Regions from separate parts of the Zea mays genome. Here all the other regions are linked to region 3. The links are chromatin contacts, called in public Hi-C maps. All regions are on one chromosome and are shown on one strand. The core of a region is the stretch at or near the end of the contact, and the rest is flanking DNA. Distances in the headings are between cores, read along the strand shown.

Region 1 (2,700 bases), core at 198-2,697, 200 kb after region 3:
TAAAGATAGTCAAACTAGGGTAACCTATTGGGTCCCATCAAAATTAACCTATGCAGATCATTATGATTAATAAGAACATGATTGGGTAAAAGGAAGTGATCAAGGGCACAACTTGCCTGGGACTTGAGATTCCAGGTACCAGGATGAGCTTTAGATGACTCGCAACCTCGCTGCTCGTCGTAGCAATACAGACAAACAGTGTATAGGCAAAATTAACATCACACCAAACATAAGAACAAACTACATAAGAATATTCTACACGTCTTAACGAGACCCTAGGTTTGAGAACCACTAAATTCGGAGTTACGGTTATCGAGTTACGATTTTCCGAAAATATTAAATGTCTGGTATAGAATAAATCAAGTGGATAATTTTGATATAGGTTTCATGACTAAACAGAGTTACTAGATGATAGACAACATTGAAACAAAATTAATGCAACTGAAACGGATTAAAAAGGAGTTACAATGGAATTTCTATGAATTAAATAAGTTCTAGATATATTTTTATGCACAAAAACCATTTTCTATATCATTTCCATTAATTTCCTAAGCTTCTAAACTGTGCACACAATAACCAGGGAGTTTGGGGGTCAATTTGTAAATTTAGGGTACAACTGCAATTACTATGTGCTTTCCGTGGACGGCGGGTTAATTTTGTAAAACCCCAGGGTCTCTTTAGCATAATAGGCGACCGAAGGGGGGTACGAAGCTGGCTGGACCATCCGATCTACCACAACGGCCCAGAATTAAAACACCTAGATCTAATCTCGGGCGTTCATGAGAGATCTACGGTTCATATTAAAGTTCCCCCACCAGTTCATGGATTTACTCCTAAACGACCATCTAACATCCAACGGTCCAGGGCGGATGAACGAAGTGGTATACCTGCGCCTAATCCGAGTCATACGACTTTGATCCAACGGCTCCAGTGCTTCTTCCTCCTACCGGCCAGACCCGACGGCGCCCGAGCCCACGGCAGCGGCGCCATGGATGGCAAGGCCCCATGGAGTCTCCGATTTCCCAGGCTCAACGTCTACTAAAGCTACCCCACGCGAAGGACAAAACAAATACATCTAGGGACACATTACCTGATTTTAAGGCACCCACCATCCTCGCCCACGCACTCGACAGTACCGCGGCGCAACAACATGCCCTCCCTGAGCTTCGTTCTTCAACTCCTCATCTAATTCCATGAACTAGGGCAACCGGGGAGGAGTATATATAAGGCAGGGTGCCGAGCGCAGGGGCAGAATAGGGCTCGGCCCAGGTTGTTGGGCATGCCCGATGCGCGCGCGAGTCTGTTACGAAGTTCCTTGTCGTGGAATCGCCGCGAGCGTGGTGAGGAAGACCGACCCGACAACTAGGCCCCACGTCACAGTGGTACACACGCGCGCGCAGCCGTGGAGAGACCGGCATGTGGGCCCGCACGCAAGTGGCTCTGTATGAGAAAAGGGAAGGGAAAGAGAAATGACAGGTAGGGCCCACCTGGCACAGGCAGTAATTCCATAGGTGCACAGGTGACGCGTTGGGCTGGCGGGTGAGGTAGAATTGGGCCGGAAGCATGAAATTCGGCCCAAAGCGCCAGGAGTTCATTTTTCTTTTATTCCTTTTCAGATTTCATTTTCTATTTTTATTTTCCATTCCAAATTCAAATTTGTAATTCAAACTTAGGGTCAAAGTTATCATGCACAATCAAAATATCCAGCATGATGCAAAGTTTTCTTTTGCTTCTTTATTTATTACTTACTTTAATAAATGCCTCTAAGTATAGCATTGATGAAAGGAGTATTCACTCAAATAAATATGCAAACCTCCTATTATTTATTTTTATGAGTTTCAAATTATGTTTAAAATTTTAAATATCCAGTTTTGATTTGAGTCATCTAAATTTAATACTATCCTTATGTATCAATACTCATTTAAATAAATGCTTATAATGTTTAATTTTTTAACGAAATGAATAATTATTTAGTTGGATAGAAAACCTTTCTTTATTCATTCTTTGTTTCGCAATTTCAGTCCTCAAAATCCAAATCTGAAGTATAAATTAGAGATATCTCACTTTACTATTTTATTTATTTATTTATTTATTAATTATTATTATTATTATTATTATTCCCTTATACAAATTTTGGGCTTTACATCCATCCCCACTCGCTCAGGCTTCTCGTCACCCCTCTCCATCGCTGGGACGTGTCGGTAGTGGACCTGGAGCCGCTGACACGGCCTGCAGCTACGAAGGAGAGAGGTAAGAGGAAGATCTGTTGTCGTTGTCTGTTCTCCGATTGTTGTTGCCTATTCTCTAATATTTTCTCCACCCGGCGAGCGGCAAGCCACACACGTCAGTGTTGGAGCCTAAACTAAGTCACATCCCAGTCACCCAGAGGCACGTGGGCATGAGCCATGAGCGGAGGTGCTCCTCTTCCCTCGGCCGACCCCTTTGCACACTTTGCAATTCTTGCTAAACTAGAGCCACGCTGTTTGGACCACTATAGATATTTTCTAAGCTTCCATTATTTCGACATAGTTTGGGTCAAATGCTAAAAGATTATATCTGATTAGGGTCTTTTAATTTTAAGATTTATTGTAAGTCGTGTTCGTCAAATATTTTGAAATGGGAAAGCAGTTCTGTTCAATAATATTTATCTTAGCAGTTCAGTTTTTATATGGCTTTCTTTCATGCTACTGGCTACATATG
Region 2 (2,700 bases), core at 185-2,684, 140 kb after region 3:
AGGCATCAACCCATGGAGCCTCGACGAGCCCAGAGGTGTTCTATGAGGTTGTGCTGTAAAGACAAGTAAGTTGCCTGACATGTGAGATCCTGGTCCGGATCGTTTGGTAACTCTGAGCGGATATGATTGTTCAGCCACTCGTTGCGGACCTCAGGAGTATTGTTACACGGCTCTGGTGGCCCAGAGGGGCCAATGAAGTCCACATTAGCTGCACCATCTCCTTCGTCCTCGACAATCATGTTGTGCATAATAATGCAAGCAGTCATCATGTCTGCAAGGTGATTACGATCCCAACCATAAGCGGGTCCACGTAGAACAGCCCACCTTGCCTGCAAAACTCCAAATGCTCGCTCAATGTCTTTTCGACAACTCTCTTGCTTGGTTGTAAAGTGAACCTTTTTTTCCTCAAATGCGTGGCGAATAGCTTTTACAAAGGTAGGCCAATTTGGATATATGCCATCTGCTAAGTAGTATCCGAAATTGTAAGTGGTCCCATTAATAGTGAAGTGCACTGGTGGCATCGTCCCGTTACGTAACGGATCAAACACAGGTGACCGATGAAGCACGTTGAGATCATTGTTCGTACCAGGCATTCCAAAGAAGGCATGCCAAATCCACAAATCGTACCCTGCGACTGCCTCTAGTATCATTGTTGGCCTCGAATTGCGCCCACAAAACTGTCCGCGCCATGCAGTAGGACAGTTGCGCCATTCCCAATGCATACAATCAATAGAGCCAAGCATACCCGGAAACCCCCTGTCGGCGTTTACACGTAGTATGCGAGCAATGTCGTCGTGGTTAGGGATACGAAGGTATCGTTCGCTAAAGCAAGAGATGATTGCGCGACAAAAACGGATAAGGCAGTCTCTAGCGGTAGTCTGTCCAATCTGTATGTACTCATCTACCGCATCGGTTGGTAACCCATACGCAAGGATACGCAATGCAGCACAAACCTTTTGCAATGGACCAAGCCCTGCTAAACCGGTTGCATCAGAACGAATAGTGAAGTATTCGTCTTCTCGCTGAACGGCACGAAGGATACGTAGGAACAAAGGACGATGCATCCGAAACCTGTGCACGATAATAAAGCAAAAAATTAACAAAACAAACCTAGAAATGAAAGTAAAATCATAACTTACGAAATGTACCTTCGACGAAATACATGTGATGGATACACAGGATTAGGTCCGAAGTAGTGATGTTTGATGAGATTTTCTCCAGCAGCGTGGTCCCTATGGATAACTCGGCGAGGCAATGAGGAGCGCCTACGCCGCGTGCTCGTGTCTCCTACTACAAGGTGCTCAACATGTTGGGCAAGCAACAAGGTATCGATCTCATCGTCGGAATCGTCGGATGACGACGAGAACACAAGGCTTTTCAATGACTCCATGACGACCTAAACTACGAGTCGTACTACGGACTTCTTAAGGAATGGCGGATGATATAGAAGAGGTGAGTGTGTAGATGAATGGAGCATGTGCCCAGGGGTACCTTATTTATAGGTGCCCTAGGTGTGTGAAGGAAGCCAGACGGTCGTGGCTTCCGGTAGAAGCCAGTCGTGTCGTGGAAGCCAGTCGTGTCGTGGACTAGAAGAATGAAAATTTGTATTTCTAAAAAACATAAATTCGGACCGTATTTATACTAACGTATGAATAGTAATTATTAAGGTCGCTAATTACATGTGGACCAAAATTCGCCGGTGTACTAAGCAATTAATAAATAATAACAATTTAAAGATTTCATGGTAGTTGAGTTAGTTGATGATGAAAATATATAATATTGGTGTGGTGGGGTATAGAGGATTGTTATAGGGGGAACCGCTGTAGAGCGTGGATATATAGGGGGAGAGAGATTGCTGACGTGGCACGTGAGTGGGATATAGGGGGACAAATTTAGGGGAACCGCTGAAGACAGTCTCAGGTCGAGATCGAAACCGACTCCGCTTCCGCCTTCCCCGCCGTTGGGGTTCATCAGCAGTTCGCAGGGTAAAGAAAGGGCGGCCGCGATGTGGGTGGAAATCCTGTGCGGCCTGGTGGTCTACAAGATCATCCAACGCGTCTTCTTCGCCGGCGGCGACGACGCTTCCTACCTCGCCGACCTCGACTCCTCCCACTCCGATCTCTGCTTCGCCGTCGCCTCCAGGTTCCACTCCTTCCCCCACTCTGACTCTTTATGGACAAGAGAAACCCACCCTACTGACCCCACCGTCGGTTCCGATTCCCCCTTCCAGGCTCGAGAAGCTCTACGCCGGTCGATGCTTCGTCGGTCTCCGCATCCCCGACCCCGACGCCGGCGAGCGCCAGCATATCGACGTTGTCCTCGTTACCAAGAGGTCAGTCTGTCCTGCCACTTCGCAATTTCCAACCTCGTCAGCTAGAATGTTTTTTTGTTCCTTTTAAGAAATTATCAGGAGCGAAGATATGTGCAGCTATCAATTGGGTATACTGCCTTGAGATTACAGAGATAATGCATTGCAGAACGATGATGTTAGTGCCAAAAAATTGTAGGGTGCCTGATCTATTAGTCCTTTTGTTTTTCTCAAGTGCCCAATCTCACTCTTTTTTTGAGCGATAACGGCAGGAGCTGTACCTTTCAATTAAGAAGAATGGAAATGACCCAACTTTAACTTTTTAAGGAAAACGCCCAAAACCTACACAGAGTGCACAAACAACAAACAGAAACAACCTAGACATCGGCATC
Region 3 (2,700 bases), core at 37-2,536:
TTACTTCAGGAGTCGTGCCGATCTTGGGCACCCGGCGCTCGACGACGGGCTTGGTGTCCCCGGATCTCGGGGAGCGGTCGAACGAGAGGCGGGGCTTCTGCGCGGCGGCCGACGGCGGCGAGTTGGGCTCGGACTTGAAGGGGCCCGCGCCGTTGCTGCGGGAGCGCGGCGTGGATGGCGTGCCGACGCTGCTCCTCCTGGTGCCGCCCGGGGTGGAGGGGCGGTGGTTGGAGGACGGCGTGGAGGGGCGGTGGTTGGAGGATGGCGTGCTCGGCCTGCCCCTGCTGACGGGGGACTCGTTCGGCCCAGATCTGCCAATGGCGACATCCATCGCCGTTAATTAAAAATCAAAAATCTATTTTTTTCTCTGTCGCCGAATCGAGTGCAAACTGCAAACTAGTGGAGTGGCACGAAGCCACAGGGTTGAACGCAGGCAGGTTCAGATTTTTCTTGTTGGAAATCGATCAAATGAAACCGTAACGGCCACGATCGGAATTCGAGGATTTGCAGAGATGAAACGGCATCTGAAGAAAGGCACATTGGCGTGTGGCGGAAATCACACGAGCCAGTAGCCCAGTATACACATATTTGACAAGGAGGCAACTACGGCAGCAAGAGCGACAGGCGGCTCTAACTGGATTACTGGATACTAGATCTGTCATTCAAGAAAGAAGAGAAAACCGACAGGCGGAACAAGAGCGCGAGCAAATAAATAAATAAAAGAGAGAGAAAACGCAAGAGTCCGGGAGCAGGGGAGGGGGCGAAAGTAAGTCACCTCGATCTGGAGGACGGCAGCATTGTGGACATGTGATGGTGTGAGGCCGGGGCAAGGAGAGTGCCCGGCCGAGTGGAGAAGAAGAGAGTGGGGGTGGGCCGGTGGGAGGCGGAGGGGGAGGAAGGGTAGGAGGGGAGGCAGGCAGGGTGCAAAAAGGCTGCAAAGGCAAAAGGCAAAGGCGGCCGAAGAGGGGAGGAGGGGGGTTGCCAGGCCAGACCAGACCAGACGAGCAGCGCAGACAGGCAGATCAGATGCGGAGGGAAGGAAGAGAAAGGGCAGGACCACGTCCGTCGTCGCCGACGGCTACGAAACTCCGGTCCTCCCCCCACAATTTCCAACTCCGTTCCCGCTCTGCAGTGCACGTCAACAACTACTCCTGCGTACTGGCAATAGGCAGATCGTTGCTTCTGCGTCTTACTAGTAATTACTCATACTAATCACGAGGAACCAGTACTAGTAGCTGCTGCTGCTGCTACTAGAACTAGAATTAAGTGTCCTCTTTGGAGCTGGGAGGTGAGATCGGTGGTACGCCACCAGCACCGCCACCTACTGATTGCAGAGCAGCGCTGCAAAATTATGGACGCCACCGTGGCTTGCACATGCTTCCTATCTCGCCAACCGTATCGGCAGTTCAGTCTCTGCGGTGTTCTCGATACTGCACCCAATCACCAGCCATTTATGGTCCTATCTGCTACTAAAAATTAAACTGATGTTATTTGCTATCGCTAGCACGATACAAGCCTTGGCTTCGGTGTACTCCATGTACAATATAAATAAAATACATACCAAGATACTAGCAGTTGTAACCTCATCGATAATTCTGGTGTGCATGCGTGGAGCGGATCGAGAAAAGATTTTATACAGTCGATTAAACTTATATAATAAATAGATAAAATTTATAATATTTAATATGTATGATTAGATTCTTCATTAATATTATTTTATAGTATACATATTTAATATTATAATATTTTGTATTTTCTCTATAATTTTAATTAACTTTGAGATGTTTTAACTCTTGGAATGACTTACGTCGAGGCGGCTGGGTGGGCTCGAGCCCGATAGCATATAAGTAGGAGAGAGTAAGGTAGAGGAAGAAAAAAGAGAAGAAAGAGAGGGAGGGAGAAGCAAGAAGGGAGAGGATGGAAGAACAAGGTGAAGAGAAAACGAGAAAATTATGTGGAAAAAAGAAGATAGTTAGCTTCTTCTAGCCTCCCTTGTCATGGATCCTAGATCCGCCACTACATACGGAGAAGGTATATATCCTCGACTGTCACAAGGCGCGTGCAAGAATTCCGACTCAAGAGACTGACTTTAGGACCACTGTAACAGGACAATTGATCATATATCTCCAAGTACAAGGAGCCACCCTTGGCCTGTCTAGGAATAAAGCCCAACACCAGTTGATATGTTATAAAAGTATTCGGATAAAATAATCACTCAGAGCTGCTAGAAGGCATGACAGTCATCCATGCTAGGACGCTCTAGGGCCCAAGGGTCCCTAGTGCTCTAGGCCCTTGAGTAAAATATCCTAAGTCCCTAGGGGCACACCATGCCCAAGAGCACTAACAAGAGGTCAAGTCATCGAGGCTCCTCATGCCTCGAGGCATTCATGAGACTAAGTTGTCGAGCCACCTCATGCCCCGGGGTGATTGTGAGATAGTCCTATTGCCATTTCGTGCCTTAAGACACTTATGAGTATGTCCTTGGGGCCCTCAGGTCCCAAGGTGAAGGACCGGATAGGCGATCAGAGGGGATGCATAAGAGCCACTAAAAATCTTTTCTCAAGAACAGCATCGTGACCTTGATCTCAACTTCAACGAAACCCCATAGGACGACTAAAACTATGTAGCATAGTAATACTTTGTTCAGTGTCGACCGAATGTACCAAACTGCTACTCAGAAACATATGCCCAACTATCTAC

Evidence for each region. A called contact is a pair of places that touch in the nucleus more often than the background predicts.
Region 1: a Hi-C map of bundle sheath shows a contact between it and region 3, with 2.2 times the contacts expected there. The contact joins the enhancer-like site here to the promoter of LOC100276359 in region 3. A contact is called at or near these places in 5 of 25 Hi-C or Micro-C datasets (bundle sheath, endosperm, leaf and 2 more).
Region 2: a contact with region 3 is called in a Hi-C map of tassel, with 4 times the contacts expected there. The contact joins the promoter of LOC103637721 here to the promoter of LOC100276359 in region 3. A contact is called at or near these places in 13 of 25 Hi-C or Micro-C datasets (bundle sheath, ear, endosperm and 4 more).

Annotation. Positions count from the first base shown.
Region 1 is chr1:104,066,293-104,068,992 of Zm-B73-REFERENCE-NAM-5.0, reverse strand. No RefSeq gene overlaps it. Among protein-coding and RNA genes, the nearest start is that of LOC100278967, 51 kb to the left of the region's middle. Within about 2 kb of position 1,447, at least 19 of the 20 cell types and tissues checked have an H3K27ac peak or open chromatin away from gene starts, as enhancers often do. A contact at or near this core is called in bundle sheath, leaf, leaf mesophyll and 1 more, where this site is marked.
Region 2 is chr1:104,121,186-104,123,885 of Zm-B73-REFERENCE-NAM-5.0, reverse strand. It overlaps LOC103637721, which reads right to left and starts at 1,434. Exons shown (of 2, transcript XM_020547163.2): 1 at 1,149-1,434; 2 at 1-1,071. The coding sequence starts at 1,390. The coding sequence ends at 6. It also overlaps a transcript of LOC100278967 not described here.
Region 3 is chr1:104,261,166-104,263,865 of Zm-B73-REFERENCE-NAM-5.0, reverse strand. It overlaps LOC100276359, which reads right to left and starts at 1,286. Exons shown (of 3, transcript NM_001363293.1): 1 at 776-1,286; 2 at 5-311. The coding sequence starts at 807.